Linked DNA regions of Gossypium hirsutum: region 1 is linked to region 2. A link is a contact called in public Hi-C data. All regions are on one chromosome and are shown on one strand. Each heading gives the region's core, a stretch centred on a gene start, on an enhancer-like site or on the middle of the called end of the contact. The rest is flanking DNA. Distances are from core to core; before and after follow the strand shown.

Region 1 (3,570 bases), core at 53-2,552, 190 kb before region 2:
TTTTGAAGGAGTTGGGTTCTAATTAAATCTCTTGGCAGTGGATTTCGTCAAGGAAGTTCTCCTTTGCAAAAACATATAAGTATCTTTTTAGGACTAATGGACCAAGGAGTTTGGGTATGATAGATTAATTTAGAGAGCTGTGGCGCCTCAAAATGTGTGATTTTTTCTATGGCTGTTTATTCGAAATAGACTTTTAACTAACGAGGAACGTATAAGGAGAGGTATGACATTGACTCCCTTTTGCAAACAATATGGTTGGTCTGTGGAAACGACAATTCATGTGGTGAGGGACTACGATTTTATTCAGTCTATTTGGAAAACAATGGTTCCTAGGAAAAATTGGAAATTTTTCTTTAGTTTAACACTTAAGAGATGGATTCACTGGAATATCACGAATAAAGAGGAATTAAAATTCATAGAGGCGAATGGTCAACATTTTTTGCAATAGTCTCTTAGTTCTTTTGGAAAAACCATAATGACTTTATCTTCAACAATGCTAGCGAGAGTAATTAGAATTTAATAGCTTCGGCTATGACATGGGCAAGATCGTTCGGAAACAATGGCAATATGGAGCAAATGTTATGCAAGTAAAGGAAAAAAAATAGTTGGCAAAGGCCTAAGCTGGGATAGGTCATGATTAATATTGATGGCTTGATGTTGACAAGCAAACCAAGGGTGGCAATAGGAGCAGCATTCAGAGGACCAAGCGGAGGGTGGTTGGTGGGTTTTGAACTAGTAACAGGTGTGGCTGATAGCTTAAAAATCGAAACTCAAGATATCCTAAAAGGCTTGAAGCTAACATGGATGAGGGGTTTCAAGCAGGTTGAGGTGGAAAGTGACAATACCCTATTTATTGATATTATTATAAATGGCTTTGTAGCAAACAATAATACAATGGAAGTCTGGCTGGTTCATGAGTGGTGTAATAGAGAATGGCAAGTTAAGCTTCAGCATGTCTTAAAGGAAAGTAACAAGGTTGTTGATTGCTTAGCAAAGGCGGTAGGAGGTGGAATGAATCGATTGGTTGTACTTGTTCTTTAATAATATTTTATTAATAACATTTTTTATTTAATGCATTAAGTAAATGATGAATTAATATGTAAATTAAAATAGTTTTAAAACTATAAATAATAATTACAATAAAGTGCTAAAATTTTATATTTGTGAATATAAATATTATTTAATCTTTATTAATACCTTATGTAATTTATTATCTATATTTTAGATTTTATTGTAAAAAAAAAAGTGAATGTTAATATTTAAATCCTACTTATAACAGTATATCATGTAAAATAAAATATAATGTAAATGAAATAAAATAAATAAAACAGTACTGAAAAGATCAACTCAATATCATGAAACGGGAAACGACGTCGTGACGTACGCCAGAGGAACCAGATTTGTTGTCCCTGGTAAGCTCGATATCAATATCATGAACCCTACTCATTGTTTGTTTATTCAACGCTTCAGCACCATTTCAAATTCTAATTAAAAGACCAGGAGAAAGAAAAATCAGCTACGCCACACTTATGGCAAGGCTTATCAGAAATTCGCTGATGAAGGCATTGATTCTTATTTTCTTTGCATCAGTAGCCACCGCCACAGGCGATGCCCCATTCATCGTCGCTCACAAGAAGGCATCGTTGACCAGACTCAAATCAGGTTCAGAACGCGTTTCTGTCTCCATCGACATCTACAATCAAGGCTTCTCGTGCGTTTCTCTTTCCTTTTTCTTTCCCTTTACTTCAATCCAGATTTAGCTATGATTTTTCCTTCGAGATGAAATTTCTAAATTTTGAATCCATCCTCAATTTTGAGTTGAATTCGAGCTGTTTTTTTATTTTTATTTTATTTAGCTTTCGATTTCCTTTTTAAGCTTTGCGTGATAAGTAGCTGATTTGAATATGAGAGTGATCACATTTTCTTTTGAGGTGATTCAAGAGAAAATATGTGGATTTGAAGCGAATTTCATTTTTTTTCTTCAGTTATTTGGATCTGAGAGAAATGGAATGAAATTGTAAATCCGATCCTTTTAATAGGAATTTCATTCCTTTTTAACCTTGCGATTAGAGAATATACATATGCACGCTTTTTTCTTTTTTTTCTTTTGCTTATAACTTTCTCTGCTCTAAGGTTTTGCATATTTCATGGTTTTTCAATTATTCTTCTTCTTATTATTCATGCAAAGCCTGATCTAACCTCTTTGATCATCAATTCTAATTGGAGATTGGTTTTTCTATACGATCCAATATAATGCTTGAATAATATTGCTGAAATTTTTGGAAACTTCTACAGTGGTAGTATGAAGCCTTGTATATTTCTTCCTCTTTTGATGTTTTTTCGAATTCACAAGTGAATTTTTCTAGATTTGTCTTGCACTTCTGTGTTTTCGGGATATTATCTTACTTGAGGAATAATCTTTCTGGGGAAAAAAATGATTCAGGACAGCATATGATGTGAGTCTCCTCGATGATAGCTGGCCTCAAGATATGTTTGATATTGTCAGTGGCAACACTTCACGGTCATGGGAAAGACTTGATGCGTGAGTTTTGCTTTTGTTTAATTCTATTAATATGTTATTCCTAGATTGGATTAATAAAAATGCAGAACTTTGCTATCTGCAGTGGTGGTCTTCTATCTCATTCATTTGAACTAGAGGCCAAAAAGCAAGGAATGTTCTATGGTGCCCCGGCAGTAATTACTTTCCGCATTCCCACAAAGGCTGCTTTGCAGGTTTGAGATCAAAACTGAGTGTATTTTCCTTAAATTTTAAGGGGAAAGAAAAGAAAATGTGGAGAAAGGAAAAGCTTTGATGCTCTAATTTGTTGTGTCTTTTTAGGAGGCATATTCAACTCCAATCTTGCCGTTAGATGTTCTTGCAGAAAGACCTCCTGAGAAGAAGTTTGACTGGGTAAGTTTTGCGTGGAATAACAGTAATCAATGTATTATAGCTATTCAATATCTTTTTTCCTTTTCTAAATGTTACTAATGCTTTTCTGTTTTTGTTTTTGGTGGGATGTGCTTTGGTGGTGACTGAATATTGAAGGCTAAGGTATAAATGATTCTTGTTTATCTTTTTCGAAGCGATCATGCTTCTAAAATTTGGATGGATAAGAACTGAGATGCATGCAGGGATAAGCATATTTGATTCAGGAAAAGATAATATGCATCCATTTTTTGTAACATTTTTTCTCTTCGTGTTACTAGTAGTGGTTGGGTTTTCTTGTGTGACAATTTAAATAAAATGGATGCATGATGACCCTTCTAGTTCTCGGCCTTTGATTTATGGAGTGCATAAACTATTAGCTATGACCTATCCCTTGAAATTAATATATAAGCCTTCTATGTCTGCAGAGGTTGCTGGCTAAGTATGGATCTCAAATCTCTGTGATATCAATTGTGGTTCTATTCATCTACCTGATCCTGACACCATCAAAATCCAGTGCTGCAAAAGCAAGCAAGAAGAAGCGCTAAGTATAGTAGATGTGCTGAGAAAAGCCGACCTTTCTTTTTGTTTGCAGTTAAATAGGGTTGCCCTTTGTTGTTGTTTTTTAATTTTTCTTTTATTAC
Region 2 (3,574 bases), core at 245-2,744:
TGAGTCGAATCCCACCTTCAAACATAGAAACATAATTCTATCTAAACAATGCTGCTTGAAAAGTGAGTAACAATAACTGAAGAAGAAAGCTAGCAGCAGTAGTTACAGATAGACTTACCTCCGCACCCAATAAGTAAGCCTGTACTGCAGAATGTCCAAAAGGATCAATTTGCCACCCAATTCTTGGAGTGACGCCAAACTCCTCTTTTAGGAATCGATGTCCAAGAGTTGTTTGATCAATCATGTCTATGTAATGTGGTACTGCCTCATCATGCATGCACATGCCTCCGTTTCTGGCAGAAGCAGAGGAAGAGAATGAGTGGAAGTACAAACTCGTCGGGATATGACAGAAAAGAATAGTTTTTAAACATGCAACATAGTTGCAACCATGGATGTTTGGAAAAGGGTTTATTTATGTCACGAATTACATGAACTCCAGTTGACCCGAGTTGACAAGTTTCTTGACTATACTCTGAGTTAGCTCACTCTGATCATTCCACCATCGCTGAAAAAATGCCTGCATGAATCAATTAAGACAATTACAACGCAAACACGACATATGACACATGACAACCACATATCTCTTGCCAGTACAGTCGAGCAGCATAACCTTAAAATACGTTTAATGCAGCGTTTTAGACAAGGAATACGAAAAATGGAGGTTAAGCTTGAAGGAAAAATTTATACTAAAGACAGTCAAAATTCGAGATTTCTTGCCTGCTCAACATAAATGAACTTGCGATTTTTGTCAGCTAACAGTGCCGGCACTAAAGAATCCAACACATTCTGCACACAAGCTCCCTAGTGGCGGAAACCCCACAGAAACAGAAAGAGAAAAAAATAAAAAGAAAATTTAAGATAGAATCGTAGAAATAGAGAGTGGAAGGAGAAAGGGGGCACCTGGATGGAATTGTTAGAGCCAACATAATACTGATCAACGGTTTTTAACCAACCAACATCATCATGGGTGTGAGGAACCAAATGAACATTGATTTTCCCAGCATCTATTCCAGCTGAAGTGTTATAAACCATGTATTTCGATTCAGAACATAAAACCCCCAAAAATAGCACCACGCCGATCAACTCAACGGTACGCATACTTGGCAGTTTAGTTTAGAGTGTGGGTGTGGGTGTTGGAGATTTAAGCAGTTTTAAGGTGTTGGTTTGAGTTGGAAAGGGAAAATGGAAACAAGTTTTTGGCTTCAAGCAACAGATTACTGTAGCTTTAGACGTCATAAACGAAAAGGACAGCAAAGGTTTTCAGTAAAAAAACGTTTACGAGACTCTGCTTAACTGATAAGGGAGGAGCAAGTCAAGCAAGGAAACACTCATCCAAACATTTCTGCAGTAGATGGAACAGCGACAACTGCCATTCTTCACTTTCTTTTTTGGTATTGACTTCTCTTGATGAATACCAATACCAGTTGTAGTGTAGGTATTTAGTATTATTATGATAATACTACCATCCTGCTTCTTTCAACTTCTTCCTTATCCAAAACTATTTTTAAAATAAGGTAATTTATGTTATTTAATATTTAAATTTTATCAATTGAATTTTAATTCTATTCAACCTGAGTTCGAGAAAAATATTATTTAAAAAAAGGTAATTGTTAAATTAAAATATTAAAAATAAGTATTTTAAATTTGTAAAGACTTTTGTTGCAGTGCGCTGCTGGTCTATTAATTCAATCCGCCTCGTTTTTTAATTTAGTATTATAATATATAATATTTTAATATAGACATTAAAAATTATTAAATTGTCTATATATAAAAGGTTAAATTCTATTATTAGTCCTCCTCTCTTATGTGTAATTTGTGAATTCAATCCTTATACTTTAATTTTTTGTTATTTTTAATCCTTTTATTTTTTTTAATTTTAAAATTGTAATCCTTATCAGATTATAGTTGTTAAATTTATTAAGTTTTATTATTTTCAAATTTTGACATGGTAAATATATTACCATATGTATGATGTTATGTCAACTTGTTATTTTCACATTTTACTCACAAAAAAGTCAGTTAATGGCTTTAACTACTATCGTTTGCATCAATATTAAAATTTCCAAATTCGAAAAGGGATTAAGAATGATCCAATTGAATAATATGAATTAAATTTACAATTTCATACATAGTAGAAGATTAATAGTGTAATTTAACCAACCGATCTTAACTGCTACCATTTGGATCGGGACTAAAATTTCAAATTTTGAATAGCATATGGACTAAAACTAACCAATTTAAAAAGTACAAGGACTAATTTTGATTAAATTAATATATAGGAACTAAATCCATAATTTATGCATAGTATAAGGACTAGTAACATAATTTAACCTATAGAAAGTTTTAATATATGAAAAAAATAAAATTATTAAATATTAAATTAAAAATAATATATATTTTTAAAAAATAAAAAATTAATATGAATATTCTTAAAATGGGTTTATGTTAGTCATCTATAAATATAACAAGTTTTGACAAAATTATAGACCCATATTTTAAGTCAGGTGGACTCGAACAACATAAAATATATTAATATCATATTTAAACTTAACTCATGAATACCTCTAATTTATGAATAGAATGAATATTGTTTTTATGAGTGAGGGTTGAGTTGCAACAAGTTCATATGTAGTTACAATATTATATATATAATCCTTAAGGTTTAATATGGTTTAAAACATTGATTTTAAACTTTGTTCAAATTTATACATATTTATAAATAATTAACTTGAGTTAGTTTATATTTGTACATAATGATTTTTATTTAATATTTAGTAATTTTATGAATATATATTTTTCCAGAGATAATATATACGTTGCCTCTAAATTTCATCAGTTATGTATTTAACTTGTACCTAATTTTTTTTAGGCTTAACCGGTATATGAACTTAGAGTCTCACATATTTTGATAATTATCTTGTAACTTTATTAGAATGTGATGATGTGGTATAGCCATGCAATAATATATCGACACATGTTAGCCTAATATTATGACACGTAGCAAGTACTAATAAAAATAAAAATATATAAAATATATAAATTTATTAAAATTTTTAGGGTTAATATGCATGTAACGCCCCTTACCCGAGACCGTTGCCGGAGTCGAGCACAAGGCACTACTAAACTTATTTGAGCACTTAACCAAATTTAGATAATTTATATCATACTTTTCAGACAAACTGTCCAACTGCGTCATAGTTGCTAAATAATTCATATCTCGAGTTATAAAACTCGAAATCCAAACCCGTAAATTTTCCCCGAATTTATACTCATATATCTACTTACCAATTTTTTTCTAGAATTTTTGGTCAAGCCAATTAGTACAGTTTATTAGTTAAAATCTCCCCTGTTTCAGGGTTTGACTACTCTGACCTTTGTGTATTACGAATCAGATATCTCTCTGTACAGAGCTTCAATGACTATGACGTTTGTCTCTAATAAAACTAGACTCAATAAGGAATCTGTACATATAAAGTATGACTTCTAATTATCTTTGTAAAATTTATGGTGAATTTCCAAAGTCAGAACAGGGGATCCAGAAATCGCTCTAGCCCTGTTTCACAAAAATTTAAAC

The links. A called contact is a pair of places that touch in the nucleus more often than the background predicts.
Region 1: a contact with region 2 is called in a Hi-C map of leaf, with 2.3 times the contacts expected there. The contact joins the promoter of LOC107948505 here to the promoter of LOC107948508 in region 2. A contact is called at or near these places in 3 of 34 Hi-C or Micro-C datasets (callus and leaf).

The regions. Positions count from the first base shown.
Region 1 is chrA05:82,563,489-82,567,058 of Gossypium_hirsutum_v2.1, reverse strand. It overlaps LOC107948505 (translocon-associated protein subunit beta), which reads left to right and starts at 1,302. Exons shown (of 6, transcript XM_016883078.2): 1 at 1,302-1,711; 2 at 2,444-2,542; 3 at 2,625-2,733; 4 at 2,840-2,911; 5 at 3,047-3,052; 6 at 3,355-3,570. The coding sequence starts at 1,530. The coding sequence ends at 3,474. It overlaps LOC107947879, which reads left to right and starts at 634. Exons shown (of 1, transcript XM_016882386.1): 1 at 634-1,041. The coding sequence starts at 634. The coding sequence ends at 1,041.
Region 2 is chrA05:82,370,427-82,374,000 of Gossypium_hirsutum_v2.1, reverse strand. It overlaps LOC107948508 (probable alpha-mannosidase At5g13980), which reads right to left and starts at 1,494. Exons shown (of 29, transcript XM_016883081.2): 1 at 901-1,494; 2 at 718-801; 3 at 429-517; 4 at 119-293; 5 at 1-15. The coding sequence starts at 1,098.